Regions from separate parts of the Oryzias latipes genome. Here region 2 is linked to region 1. Evidence: chromatin contacts called from public Hi-C data. All regions are on one chromosome and are shown on one strand. The core of a region is the stretch at or near the end of the contact, and the rest is flanking DNA. Distances in the headings are between cores, read along the strand shown.

What was found. A called contact is a pair of places that touch in the nucleus more often than the background predicts.
Region 2: a Hi-C map of fibroblasts shows a contact between it and region 1, with 2.1 times the contacts expected there. The contact joins the promoter of dph6 here to the enhancer-like site in region 1. A contact is called at or near these places in 2 of 5 Hi-C or Micro-C datasets (embryo and fibroblasts).

The regions. Positions count from the first base shown.
Region 1 is chr22:7,244,468-7,251,786 of ASM223467v1, reverse strand. meis2 (homeobox protein Meis2) reads right to left here. Exons shown (of 14, transcript XM_020713483.1): 14 at 3,266-5,114. Among protein-coding and RNA genes, the nearest start is that of LOC111946850, 38 kb to the left of the region's middle. Within about 2 kb of position 1,511, at least 2 of the 8 cell types and tissues checked have an H3K27ac peak or open chromatin away from gene starts, as enhancers often do.
Region 2 is chr22:7,410,048-7,417,212 of ASM223467v1, reverse strand. dph6 (diphthine--ammonia ligase) reads right to left here and starts at 4,406. Exons shown (of 15, transcript XM_023951414.1): 1 at 3,934-4,406; 2 at 3,469-3,560; 3 at 2,525-2,709. The coding sequence starts at 3,959.

The DNA.
Region 1 (7,319 bases), core at 262-2,761:
AATGGAGCTGTCTCCTGCAGACGCGTTCATCAGCGGTAAATGGAAGCTGGCGCAGAGCACCACAGAGAATTAAAGCGGGAGAGTTTGCAACATTCCTGCAGGGGATAAGTTGTTGACAATTAAAGAACACACACGAAAGGAGCGAGGCAGAGGCACGGCCTACAGGGAGAGGAAGCGAGGTCAGACGCGCGTTTACTGACCGTTTGCACCTTTTCCCGCTTTTTAATCCAGAAATACTTTTTGGAGTAATTTTTAGGATCTGCTTTTTCTTCTATAGATTTTTAATTGAATCTAGATTTGATTAAAAAAAAACTTTAATGTTGCTATCCATGCGTATATATTTATGCTTCAGTGATCCTCCTTGCGCTTTTCCTTTGTTTGGTCTTGGTTTTTTAGAAGTATTTTTCTAAGCACCTGTTTCTTTTTTTTTATTGTATTTGTCATTATTTTATATTCATTTTTTTTACCTTTTCAATGCATCTGATTTTCTTGGAAATGCGTAATTTTCTCCTGGAAGAGGAGTGTTTTTTAAGCGGGAAAGACAGGAAAAAAGTCCCTTTCGGTACCACTTTATGTAACATACAATCAAAAGAAGGGGGAAACAGGAAAGTATGCTTTTTTTCTTCTTCTTCAAAACAAAACAAACAACATTGCAAAAAGGAAAACCAGAAAGGATAAACATGGAAAGTGCTTCATGGAAAAGTTTTGTTTCTCACATGAGTTATTTTGTTGATTACGCAGATAAACCCTGCCTCCTCCTTTAAAAAAGAAGAAAAAATAAGACAAAAAGAAAAAAAAAACACCTCTGTCCCCCAGAAAGCCTTTTGGTGGTGCTATAATAAACCATTTTCCCTCGGCTTTATTGATCAGTCACTCTGAGCTAATGTAATTATCCTCATCAATAGGGGGACTGCAGGGAGAATCATTATGCGGTTGACATTGATAAATGATCAGCCAAATGCGGCCCTTTTTCTCCCAGGGACCCCCGCCTCTGACCCGCTCACGCAGGCCTGCAGAACGTCGTCATAGAAACACCTTATGGCAAGAGGAGCAAAAACTGCTGAAATGTTTCAAAAGGGAAAGAAGGGCAGTGCGCGCTCGGTGCACGCACGAAAACCTACAAACCGTCCCCCCTGCGCAAAAGCCAGCTGCAGAGCGGAGAAGAGTCAGCCCCCCGCGCGAGCTTTCATCTTCATCACCCAAATCAGCAATTTGAAAGAAAAACAGAAACTAAAACTTTAGGTTGTCCCCTTCCCCCACCATATACCCCCCCCCCCACTCTCTTATCACAAACTTCACTTTTGGTGATGCGCTTCAGAAACGCATGCGCGTTATTTGTGTGTGGACTTTTATTATTATTGCACGAAAAAAGAGTGTCTTCCAGAGGACCCGGGCTGCATTGTGCAGCAGAGCAGAGGGAATATATTCCTTATTTTATTCCTGCAGCAGCAGCCCGGACTGGCTTTGACAGGGAGGAGATGAAGGGGAGGAGTTGTTTAGCTCGGCTGGATCATCCATCATCCCTGTCACACCGAATCGGCAAAAAGGAAAGCAGCAGAGGCAATCTACCTTCTGGCTCATCGGGGAGGAGGTGAGGAGGAGGAGAAAGAGGAGGTGGTGGTGGTAGTAGTGGAGTGGAGTGGAAAAAGAAAAGAGGAAAAAAAAACTATTAATATTAAAATCCTCTCCATCCACAGTAATCCTCGCGTTTCTCTCTTTTTCATCAGATAATCTCCGCACAAAACGGCGGGGTTCTTCCTTCCGTTTTTCTCCACTGAATAAAAAAAGAGACAAAACAAAAGAGCATCTTCTCATTTTAGGTATTTTAAGGGAAAATATTTCAGCGTTAACCAAAGTGGGGTGCAAAAAACAGTTTTTAATCCCTGTTCAAGGCTTAACACTTACATGGAAAACACTACAGCCGATTTTTCAGCCTTTAAAAAAGACTAAAATACTCAATTAAAATAAATATGTAATTATATATATATATATATATATATATATATATATATATATATATATATATATATATATATATATGATCTTTCAAATATTTAAGAGTTGAGACGCTTCAAATCGAATCTGCCTTTATTGCAGAGAAACCTGTTTCTAGAAATAATATTAAATACATTGATTTAAAAAATAAACAAAATTCCAATCATTTTGAATTAGTTATGAAAAAAACAAGCGACTTTGAAAAAAAGGACAATTTCACATTTTTTTCCAGATACTTTCGTCTCCAAAAAAATTATTAAAACCATTGATTTTTGTTTTTTGTATAACTAATATAAAATTTTGCTTAAATGCTGCACAAGTTAATTTAAAATTAATTTAAAAAAAAGAGGACGATTTGAAATTGGAAATCAAAGAAAAGAAATTTAAAAAAGAAGAAAAGAACGGAAGTCAACGATCATGCCGAACTTTTGTTTGAAAAGCAAAAAACATTTCAGGTCAAGTGATTCCGTCATTTGTGGTTTGAGGCGAAGATTTAGGCGGCCGCGGGCAGACACGGACAGAAGAATGAGAGAAAAAAAAAGAGATGGGCTGTAACACTAACCGACAGTACCCGAATAAACCGACAGGCGGCGCTGCAAAACGACAAGAACAAGCACAGCACACAGACTGCATTCTGTTCTCACCGTGGATGAGGGAGCAAGACCTCTTAATTATTATCATTATCATGTGTTTTCCTTTTTTAACAAAACAAAAAGTAAGAGTTAAAAGGATTTAGATAAATCTTTGATATGTTTAGCTTTTGACAAATAAAATATTTAAATCACTTCTGTTGTGCTCAAAATGTCCCAGAAAATTTTTGTTAAATTTAAGTTTCTATCTCCTTTTTTGGCTTAAATTAACTGAAAAGCTTTTTAATTCTTGCCGTTGTGTTCCTGCAGTTTATCTTCTGGTGTAAAACCAAAATGACTGGAGAATTTGCCTCGTGATTTGCACCCTCAATTTGCATCTGTCAGTTTTTTAGCACTTAAAGGGGGACATTTGTGAGCCTAAGTATATTTTGTTTGTTTGTTTTTTTTAGCCAGTTGTTGTGATTTCAAGAGTGGAATAAAATCCTAAATGAAACTTCTGGGCCCAAAGAAAGCTTTTCACAAACAGAACGTAAAAAGAGAGTGGAAACGCATGGACTTTTATGACATTGTGCAAAAATAAATTCCACATGCAAACAAACAATAGTTCATCAAGTGACTGCTGATCTGTGGAAATAGGAAGGAAAAAGGTTGTATGCGACACAGTTAATCACACAAAAATCTAACAAAAATCAAAAATGAAATATTTATTACAGCATTTGTGACTGAACACCTTTTAAACATTACGTCACAGTCCTCATACAAGTATTTTATGTATTTTTGACAAAGCTTAAGGGAGACGGCATCTTATCATCTAGTGAGGAACACGTGCTGAAAAAGGAAGGAATTCATGGACATACAATATCAATGCCACAGCAGATCTGAAACTAGCAAAAACATTCTTTTTCAATTGAGGTAAACACATAGAATATCTAACATGAAACAATTAATAGACTGAACTCTGTACGAAGTTTGTTACAATATTCTCTCAGCTTTTTTTTTCTCCCAAAAGCATTGAGTTCATAATTTAAGTAGTTTTTTTTTCCTTTTTTTTGTTTTTCCTTTTCCCGTTTCAGGTTCTTTTGGTGCATCCACTGTCAAATGCTCCTCCAGTGCCACAAAATCAACATTTGTGTCAGTACTGTACTGTCCCCATGGCAGGTGTGTTGATTCGCAGATCAAGAAGCGATGCAGGATGTTTCTGTTCCACCAAACTTCCTTCGATAGGCTCTTACCAGTGAGAGTCCAGGGTACAAAAAATATATTAAAATAAAAATGTATAAAACCAACACAATCCAGTGCTTGGGCGATTCAAACAAAGAACTTTTTTTTTTTTTTTTCCTTTAAAACTTACGGGGCAAACATTCATTGATGAATCAAAGGGGGAGAAAAAACAGAAGGGCATGAAAAATGTTCAAACTGAATCTTCTGGAGAGATCCGGTGTCATTTAGCAGCCTTTTCCCATCATGCCCTGTTCTTGGGAGGGGCAGGGCCTGGTTGCCCTCTGTGGTTTGAAGCCTTTTTGAGATGTTCCATCTTCTTATTGTGTTTTTCTTTTCTTTCCTTTTTTTTTCTCCTTCTGTTTCGTTTTCTAGTGCTGTGCTGCGAGACAGTTTCTCCTCTAGGAAGGAGCACACACAGTGTGAAAGAGAAAAAAGGTTGACCTTTCGTTCTAAAACTAGCTCAGGAAACATAAATCATGTGATCAACAAAATAAAAAATAAAAATGCACAAGTTTTAACTTATTTATCTATACTTTTTATACTACAGTAGTTATAACTCTTGGAGTCTTTCCGTTGTTTCTTTTTTAAATCTTCCGGAGTGATAATATTATGTCACACAAAAGTGTATTGAACGTGTTTACGATGGCGTGTTGAGTGGGTGTGTGAAACGTGTTTTCAATGTGTGCGTCTGTCCATTCCTCGCACACATGCTCATCAAAACATCTTTTGATGATCTTTACCAAAAGCTGAAGACTTTACAAAGTGTTTCTGCCAGCTTGGTCCTTCTTTTGGATGAAAGTAACAAAATTGACAAGTTTCTTTAAAAAAAAAAAGTATCACAGCTGACTGGAATTCTGCTTCTTTAAATGTCAAATTCTGCTCAAAAGGGTTTGCTTTGATTCTTAAAAATAGTCTCAAAATAGGATTTGTCAGGCTGCTTTGTTTGTTTTTTCCGTTTTTTTCTTTTTTTTTCTTGTTGTAGCTCCTGTTGTGGTAACAAAGTTCCCTTATTCTATTGGGCATGGATGTCCATGCCTTGTCCTCCAGTACTGGGGTCAATGGGAGTGAGCAAAGGGGGCCTCTGTGCAGGCATGGGCATTCCTGGGTGTGACGAGGGTCCTCCGTGCATTAGCATGGCGTGGTGGGAATGGTGGGCATGATCTGGTAGGTACCCACGGAGAGGGGGTCCGTGTCGAAGGTGGGCGGGATGAGAGGTCATCTGATGAGGGTTGGCGTAAGTGTGTGGGGCCATGGTCATGCCGATAGGACTGTTCTGAGGTACGTACTCCCCTGGCATGCCTGGCAGACCTGGGAGAAAGACGGAAAGAGGAAATGTATTGATGCAGTCGATAAAAGTGTTCCCTGACTGCAGCTTTGGCACGCTCCTTCTCCATTAACAGCCTTTAATTCAATTTCAACTCAACTTCACCAACAAAGAGCTTAGCAGATTTTTATGACATTGTGTGTGTCAGAGAGCTTTTAGCTTCCACAAGTAAAGAGAGACATTATTGCCCTGGTCTATTTTAGGCAATGGTGAGTGGTTTACAATGCCCAATAGCGTTGTGGTCGGGTCTCAGGTTGGAAAATGATCCCCAGTCATCCGCAGACACTGTAGTCCTGTAGGATGGGAGGAAAACCAAGCAGGCATATTGATGGGAAGATGTGCTAATACTTTTACAAGTGGAACAGTCAATTCCACGGCTGAATCTAACGACAAACCGAACAAGGAGTCTCTCATGAGGACGCGTCTCTCTGAACATATTTGATTTAGAATCCTTTAAAGAAGCTTTTGAATAATTTAGCGCTCAGTTAGTTATATCAGCAAGACAGTGAACACTAAAGGCTTGCTTTAATCCCAAGAACGAGAGCACTTTAAGCTTACTCATCATTGCATGAATGGTGTGGGTTTTGGGAGAAGAGAAGGAGGCTGCAGGAAGACAGGACAACAAAGATAAAAGAAGGCAGGGAGAGAACACAAAGGCAAAGAAGTGTGTGGGGGGGTATGCTGATGTCTTCTAAGGTGGACCCCACTTCTTACATGTAGAGAGCCCAGCATGCTGTCATCTCTCATACTGTGATGAGACCCAGGACACAGAGCGGACTCAGGAGTGCCACTGTTTGGCTTTTAACATGACTTTGTTGTAATCAGGAAGAAAGGAGCAAGATGTGGTGGTGGGGGGTTGTTTCTGGGGCCTGGGACTGGAGTATGGGAACATGGCCGGTCCAGAGACCTGGACCTTGGGGAGAGGCAAGTGAGCAGGCGGTCCCACTGGAGCCAGGGGCCCTTGGTCTGGGATTGGGTCTGGGCTGGCCTGCTTTGTAATGTGAACCCCTGGGGGATTAGAAGCTGTAATAGGTGGGGAGAGGTCGGTGCGAGGTCACTAGGCATGCTCACTCTCTGCATTCCTGCACCTTAGTACACTGCAATTAAGAAATTACACTGGAGGGCCCTGGTAAGGGGAAAAGGAGGAGGACAGAGAGGAGAGAGGGACACCAAAGGCCAAGATTAATGATCAGTCTCACAGTTTGAGAGCTGTGCCGTTTTCCAACACTCCCTTTGCCCGTCAGTTCATTGGAAATGCAAGTGTTTGTCGGAGCGGGTCTCTTAAAACCTCACTACTGGGGTCATAAAAGAAATAAATCATTGGGGGTGTTAGAGTATGATGGGTGCCCTCGCCTCAACGTAACCTGGAGCAGCTCCTGTTAAAAGGCCCAGCAGATGTTTTTGACGCTGTAAGATGGTAATCTCTCATCTTGTGAGCTGCCTTCATTGAATTAAGTAGATCAGAGATCCTCCCCCTTCCCTGTTTTATTAACAAGAGTGGTAAAACCATCTGATGACAATAACGGGATAGACTGGGCCTCTCTGCCATCTTTTGCGTGCTTTTCTGTTATGGCACAGTAGTCTTGCTCAATAGCCGTCCATAATTAAGTACCGAACATACCATATTGTGTGGCTGTGTAATCAAATCAAGAAAGGATAATATTTCTCTGTATTAAGCCATTAATGTAATTGGTCATGAAGCGTAAAGTATGTTGCCTAATTAAATAGTCTCAAAATTATATAGCCTTATATTAAGAATTAGCCAACCTGAGCAAATGTTGTCTCTGTGTGGCTGTTTTAGGGAACATTGCTTCCTGATTTTCTCTTTTTTTCTCCCCTTCTTCTGCCATTAGCAGAGACAGAAAGCCATGAAAACATAAGGAAGACGGAGGAAACAAGGACTGCAGGGGTGAAATGATCTCTGTCGGTGGAATTGCCACAGTGACCCTTTGGAAAATCCAGTTTCCATTTACATATAAAGGGTTCTTTTAATCAAGGTAAGTGTTATTATATTGTGCCTCATTGGGCAAAGGAGTTTAGGTGTTAAATAAAATTTCCTCTGCCCTGCTGCCTTTGGGTAGTGATACGTCTTGGTTTTTCAAATGTCAGCACTGTGGCCCGACGGCGGGCTTAATCAGACCGCCACTGTTTGGAGATTGTGTGTGTATCTGTGTGTGAGAGCCAACACA
Region 2 (7,165 bases), core at 3,157-5,656, 160 kb before region 1:
AGAAGTGGTCTGTTGCGTTTTTCCACCAATAAGCATCTAGGGGTTAAAAAAAATAAATGTTAAACCAGATTAACTGTGGAGAAAAATACGTACATTTATAATTTAAACATATAACAACAAACAAAAAAAACTACAGGATGAAAAACCCCAAAAAGCGGGATTTGCTGCTACTAAAGTGAATGGTAACTGTTGGCATGACAAAGCTCCAAATCAGTCCTGTGCTCCACTCAAACATGTCCCGTCACAGAGAAGCAAACTCACTTCCTTATCATCCAGGCCAACAAATTCCAATCCACTAGTCCACAAACGCTGCCTAAGTTTGCTGCAAACAGAAAGTAAAGAAGTTCTTCACAGGATGATTCCCCACACCGGTGTGCGCTGACAGCACTGCGCTCTGCCCGCTGCTGATGTTTCTGTCCAGGTATCTTCCTCATAACTGCAGGCAGTCAGATAGGCAGGCAGCACTAGTGGTGAGTAAAACACACACGCAGTTATCTCAAACCTGTCAGTCAAAGTCCTTGTACCATGTTGGACCACCACGCTCTTGTGCATAAATTACAATTGAATTAATATTTTCTCAACATAGTTTAAAAAAAAAGTGGTATTTGATTAAATTTTAATTCACTGATTAATTTTTCGCATTTGATCTTCTGTCAAGTGAGATAAAAAACAAGTCCTTTCTTTTCTTGTGATGGGTTCCTCTCCAACTTTGAGCATCAAACTTTGATCAAGCATCAGAGGAAGTGCTGTATAGCTCCAGAGTACAATGAAAAGAAAACCTACTTCACTTAAAAGTAAAGATAAGCATGATCAATGAGACAGACTAAAAGCACTAACATGACTTTGTGCACTTCTGCGTTGCTTGGTTACATTTCACAAATTGAGTCAGCTGGTAGTACGGATAACATCAGGAGGATGAAGTGAGTCGGATTCTATAAAGAGAGATGTGTTTAAATACTGTGACATAATGCATGGCTGGGGAAAGGAGTACTTCTTTAATTTAAAACTAGTGTTTTGAATCTTAATCTTCACTATACTTTTTTTAAAGCAGATTTGTATGGATGTGTTTATAAATATTCTTTATTTCATTTAAAAAATTTAAAGAAAACTACATATAAAATTAGAGTGAATGATAATATATATGTAGGGAATTAACAAATGCATGCTTTTAAAAAAAAGCTTCAAACTCCATTAACAATTTTGAATGAAAATACCAGTTAAAAAAAAAACATAGCAAGATTTCAAAAGTAAATTAAAGTCTTAAAGTCTAAAAATGGCATTTAGCAATTTTTTTGCACTTATTAAGTATTAGCCTCGTTTCATTAAACGTGCCAGAAACAAAATGCATAAGAAATAAAATGACATTAAAAAATAAAAAATTAAACAGCAAGTTTATCATCAAACATTTTGTTTCCAGGCATTACTGGTTTGTGGAAACACATGAAAATGTTTTAAATCAATGTTTTGTCAGTCACAATCTCTTTTTTGTATAAAGTATGCTCTTTATTTTTAGGGGTGTCTAACATGTATCTGACTAAATTTATTATGTTTTAGGACTGGAGGGAATTTTTTCTATAATATCCATGAATGTCTTGAATGAGTGAGGTTACCTTATTGTGGTCATGTTAACAGAATAGTTATCTGCAGAACACATACATGGTTTTGTGGTGTATGGAAAGGTAAGTCCACATTATGAAGCCAAAATAACTCACTTTTTAAACTTTAATTTAATTTTATACAAACATATTGTTAAAAAAAGAATAAAAAGTTGAAGTTCATCAAAAAGAATGATGAAATTCAAACTTTTTAGCAAAAAACAAACAAACAAAAAACTAGTATCAATAGTAAATCTTACTAAAAAGAAAGATTTCCTGTTTTTTTAATATTTAAATTCTCTGATGGCGTAAGGTGGTTACCTGAGGGATTTGTTTTCTCGTTTTTCCATCACATGAGGACCATAGAAAGACAAAACACACAGCAAAGAAAAAAAAAATCAGCATATATTTTTGTTCTAAGAAAGCCAGAAAAACTTGTATTTGCAAGAAGATGTAAACCTAATCCAGAAATGAACCTTTGTACAGTTAAGCAACTGTATGATACACCAGACCACCATGCATCCCAAAATGTACATGTTTAAAATGCTAACACCCAAGATCAATCCAAAGAAGTTTATCACAGTTGTGTTCTTCTTTTCAACACAAAGTCCAACTGCTTGTAAATGTAGGAACTTTTTATTGAGTAATGATCCAGAAGCCTGCGGTGTTTCACTGCCTGACAGTTTGTGATGATTTATGGTATTTTGGTGTTGAGAGCAGATCCAGGAAATAGGTCAAATGTGTACAAATTGAATTTGAGTTTCAATTAGCTCTTCCATCCAGTCACCTAAAAACCTGACACCAAGCTTGTTCTCTCAAGAGATATAACAGTTGACTTGAGGTTTGGAGATTTTTAAGCAATAACAAATCAGAATAGGTACATGTTACAGGTGAACCCCTTTGGCAGAAATAAGAAATAAAATATCTACCTTAACAAGATGCAGCAGCTGGTACAGGTCTTCCACCTCGTCGCCCTCCGTCTCACTGTAGTTTCTGCTGGTGTCCAGACTTGAGCCCTGAATTGTGTGTCGATACAGCGGCAAGTCCATGGCCTCTGCATACAGCTCAATAGCCTGGTGGCCCACCGTCTGGTACATGTAGCTGTCCAGCTCATCTATGATTAATCAAAAACATGTTAATGTCCCCACTGACAACATACTTACTTTACATTTTTAAAAAAAGGTAGATAATATCATCTAAAACTTACTGATGTTGCGAGTGTTAAGTGTACCAAGAAAGTAGGCTATGTCAGTCAGTGTTTCTGTGTATTAACAAGAATGAACTTGAAAAACTTAGGTCATGTGAATACTGTTAATTTTGCTCTAAATTATGCATACACAACAGACAAGCACATCCTAAATTAGTGGTTCTTAAAGAGGGGTACGCACTGTAAGGTAAATTTGATAGTATCCAGAGGTACTTGAGATGCATTTTTAAGGTCTAAAAAAGATTTATTTCACTTCTGTTGTCCCTGTAATAAAAATATGAATAGAAATTAGTGTTTAATGGTTTTCATTCACTCTCACCTTAAGAACTCGAATTGTGGAGTCAAACAAAAATTGAAGTTTTATGTGGAATAATTTCTGTTGACAATAAAATAATTATTTTATTTTTAGTACAAGCCTTAATTTGTTTTCATCTCTTTTGTTTTCAAATGTAAAAAAAAATCAAACATGAAAATGTGAATTTTATATCAATAAAACGTTTTGCTCTGTTTAAGTAGTAAACAGAGAAGGTCCAAGCTTTCCATATCTGTGCAAAAGTTTTTTCTTTTTTTTTTTTTTACTGAGCTGTTTAGACAGGAGACATGACTAGGAAAAGATTGAGACCCACTTTCAATATAATAATCCAGACATTATCAGCTGTTCTTCACCTGTGTGAGCAGGGCGTAGGTTGGCCAAAGCCACGATCCTGTGTCCAGCTGCAACACACTGCATCATGTTGTAGCAGCTGTCTTTACCCCCACTGCAGCACAACACAAAACACACGCAAAAGGGGAAAGACAAAATATGCTAACCAAGATACTGTGCATCACTTAAATAGAAATGGAAAATGTCTGTGCAGGTTTAAGTTTTTTTTTTTTTTTTTTAATAATTTTTATTTAGTAGATCAGAAGAAAACCCTCTGAATTTTCAACTGCATTATTTCAATGAATGTTTTTATCAAAACGCTAAATATTAACGACATCCCTTTAAACCTTCGTTTTGAAAAAGGGAGAAGGTGGATGCATATATATCATTGGATAAATGCAACACTAGGACGCCGGTTTTCTTTCTACAACAGTACATCACTGACTAAACTACAAATCATTTTAAGGCATTAAACTTAGCAATGTTACCTTATCAACGCGACCACCTTCATCATGTTGTACCGATTTATAGTTCAGGAGTTTAGAAACGCGAGGAAAATAGTTGCTATGGCACAGGGTACAAAATACACGCTAGCAACTTGCTAATGTAAACAAGAACATGTGAGTAACAGACTTCCGGGGTTCAATAAGGACCCCTTAAAATGGAAGTTGTCGTTTATTATGCCTGATTGTAATTCGATGTTATTTTGGTTTTAGTGTGTTAAAAAAAAGATATTGTTATTAAAAAATTATGTACCAAGTCAAGTTCCGAATAATAAAAGTTCATTTTTGTTAAAACAATGCATATTAGGATACAGGCTTTTTATTGTCATACATCATATACTGTTACAGAGACAAACATTTAATTAAAAAAATAATAATAATAATTTAAGAAAAACAACTAAGTGTATTTTTTAAATGTCCTGGCAGGACACAACTTAATTTTACCAAGCTCATTTGTAAAATAGACCTCAATTGAAAATATATGGGAATTTGTATATGGAACATGCTGTAGCTACATAAAAAAGAAACAACAAAATATTTCATAATTCAATATTAGAAAAATAAATTTTCACATTAACTTTATACAAATAATAAAAATGGGGATTTGCCTTTTATCAATTATGTTATCTTAAGTCATATATTCCCAGGTCTACTATAAACTTACCACATGTTGAATAAATGTACCAAGTTTTGTGATTTTTCTATTTACACCAGCCGCAGTGCATAGTGTATTACAGCATAATCAAAGTAGATAGGCCCCCTCACTTCGTTCACACTCATCCTTTGCTTCCTGTGGTCCCATGAGAGGACCAAAAGTCCATGCACTGGTATTCACACACAGAGGTAGTGCTTTTCCTCTAAGGGAGCCCTGTTTTGCTCAGAGGAAACCCTTTGATGCTCCTTTTGCTCTCTGTTGTTGTGCCAGAGCTGAATAATTGCAGAGCTTTTGTGTGCCTCTCTCACCTTCTACCCTTAAGCGGGCCAAAGGCAACTCATTCTGTCTGAAAGTACAAAATTGAGAGAGACGTATCTTCATCCCATCGCTTTTAACTAGGTTCCTTTTTTTGTTTTGTTTCTGTTTTTGTTTCATCCTGAGTAAATAAAAAGCCTAAAACTTGTAGATTTGGATAATCTGTGCTGTAGAACACCAAGAAAAAAGTAAAGTATATCTTGCTGTTTATTTAGTGATACATTTTCAATGCAGTATAAGTTAAATAATTTGTTAATTTTACACCAAAGGGACGAGAAAAAATGTTGAATATTTTATCTTTACCTTTTGCTTCTTTTTTATTTCCATGTTTATAATAAAAAAACTATCCTATTATACCTATCCACAATAAAAGAAATTGTGATTTATATTTGGAAAACTCAAGTATATTCAGACACAATGTTGTGGCATGGTAAAAGTCAACTGGGCCACAGGTTTGTGAAGTACACTAAATAAATCACAATAACAACCAACCAAAATAATATTTGTGAAATGTATATTTCATCTCTGCTGGACAGTTCATTTGACAGAATGAGTGATATAGTTTTCAAATGTTCCTTTGATATGTCGGCTTAAAAAATGTCCCTGTCCTGGAGAGAAGCAGGACAATCCCCCTGGGCCTGGGTGTCCTTCAGTTTTGTTAACTCATTAATATGTCACCTGATTTCCAATTTTGTGGGTTGTGCTTTATAACAGCCGTTCTCCCTTGTAATTTCCATGAAAGCCCACACTCATAAGAAATGGCTAATGCAAATTTTGTCACTTATCACATTTAATTTATGCAGTTTTATTATCCAGACAAATAAAGAGGTGTGTTGTTTACGTTTTTATTTGTGACAGCGTTTTTGCTGACGTAAAAGAACATTTTATGTCCTTATTGTTGGTGCGAATGGGGATAAAAAGTGTTGATAGATTGCCCAACTGAGACACAGCCAATGGACGTGAATATGAGACGCATAAATATGAAGGCAAGGCGGCAGGAGCCAAATGACACCCTTGGCCTTTCCTTAAAGGAGCATGTGCATATGACAGGTGATTTACACGGACATACAAGCTAATTTTTGTCACACAAGGACACAAAAAGTTTGAGTGTAATGAGAAACTAAGGCTTCAAATGACAAGACAATAAATTGAGTTTCAGAACAGGCCATCCAAGGTTGCAGGATAAGTGGCCAGAACACAAACACACATACACACTTGTGGTGCTTTCAACAAAACAACACAAAAAAATGCTGCATCCTTCTTTCTCTATACAGACCCAAAACAACGTGCCCATCTACAGATCATTGCATGGAGAAATACAGAAAATTATTATTTAAAGTTTGACTTTTTGTACTGACAAGAACAAACCATAAAAACAAATTAAGTTGAAAATGGGGCATTGTGCTGACTATAGATTTATGCCATAACAACGCAATCTGCATCACACATTCTGCTGAAGAATGGAACTCTTTGGAGTTTGATATTTAATTTATTAAAGTGTAAGTGTGGGTCTTTTATTGTTTGCCAAAATTTGAAAAAAATGCATCATTTTGTAGGGCAAAGTTTCTGCAGAGCAGCAATTGTTCATCAGAAATTGTCCTCTGAGTTGTGCACTGAACTGTTGCCACAGACTAAGCCTGTCTTCATGTCCTATCATCCCTTTGTTGTCACTCTTTCCCCCTAGCTTAAAGTCCCTCAAACCCCAATCTAATATAACGGTGCAACAAAATGGCGAGCCATATTGGAGCTGTCCAGCTGTACGGTTTTGAGCCAGATTTCAGCTCAGACGAGGAAAACAATCTTCTGGATCTAGTCGTCTGCAAGTGGATGCATCGGAATGGAGCAGAGCAGGGAGCTTGTGGCCCTCCGACTGAAGCACCTACATCATTGCTGCAAACTTTTTCTAACTGCACTTTTTGTCTGCTGATGATTTACAACGTTTTGAAAAAAGAAAGACTCAGAAATGCAATTTTGAGCTTAACCTTTTATGTGTGTTCTCCATCAAGAGAAAATGCTACATAAACAGGTTAAAAACACCCGGTTTTCATTGGAGTGGTTCTTCAATGGGAGCTTGAATAGTCTTTAGTGTTACTGAAGCTGCTCAATGAAATGACCCATGAGGTGAAACTCAGAGTCCCATAAAACAATAAATTAGCGACACTTTTTTCATGAAAGTCCCTGTGATTTTTCAGTGATAATGTGATAAAGGACCCCTTTTGAAATAAGTCCTGTAAAACATCAAAAAAG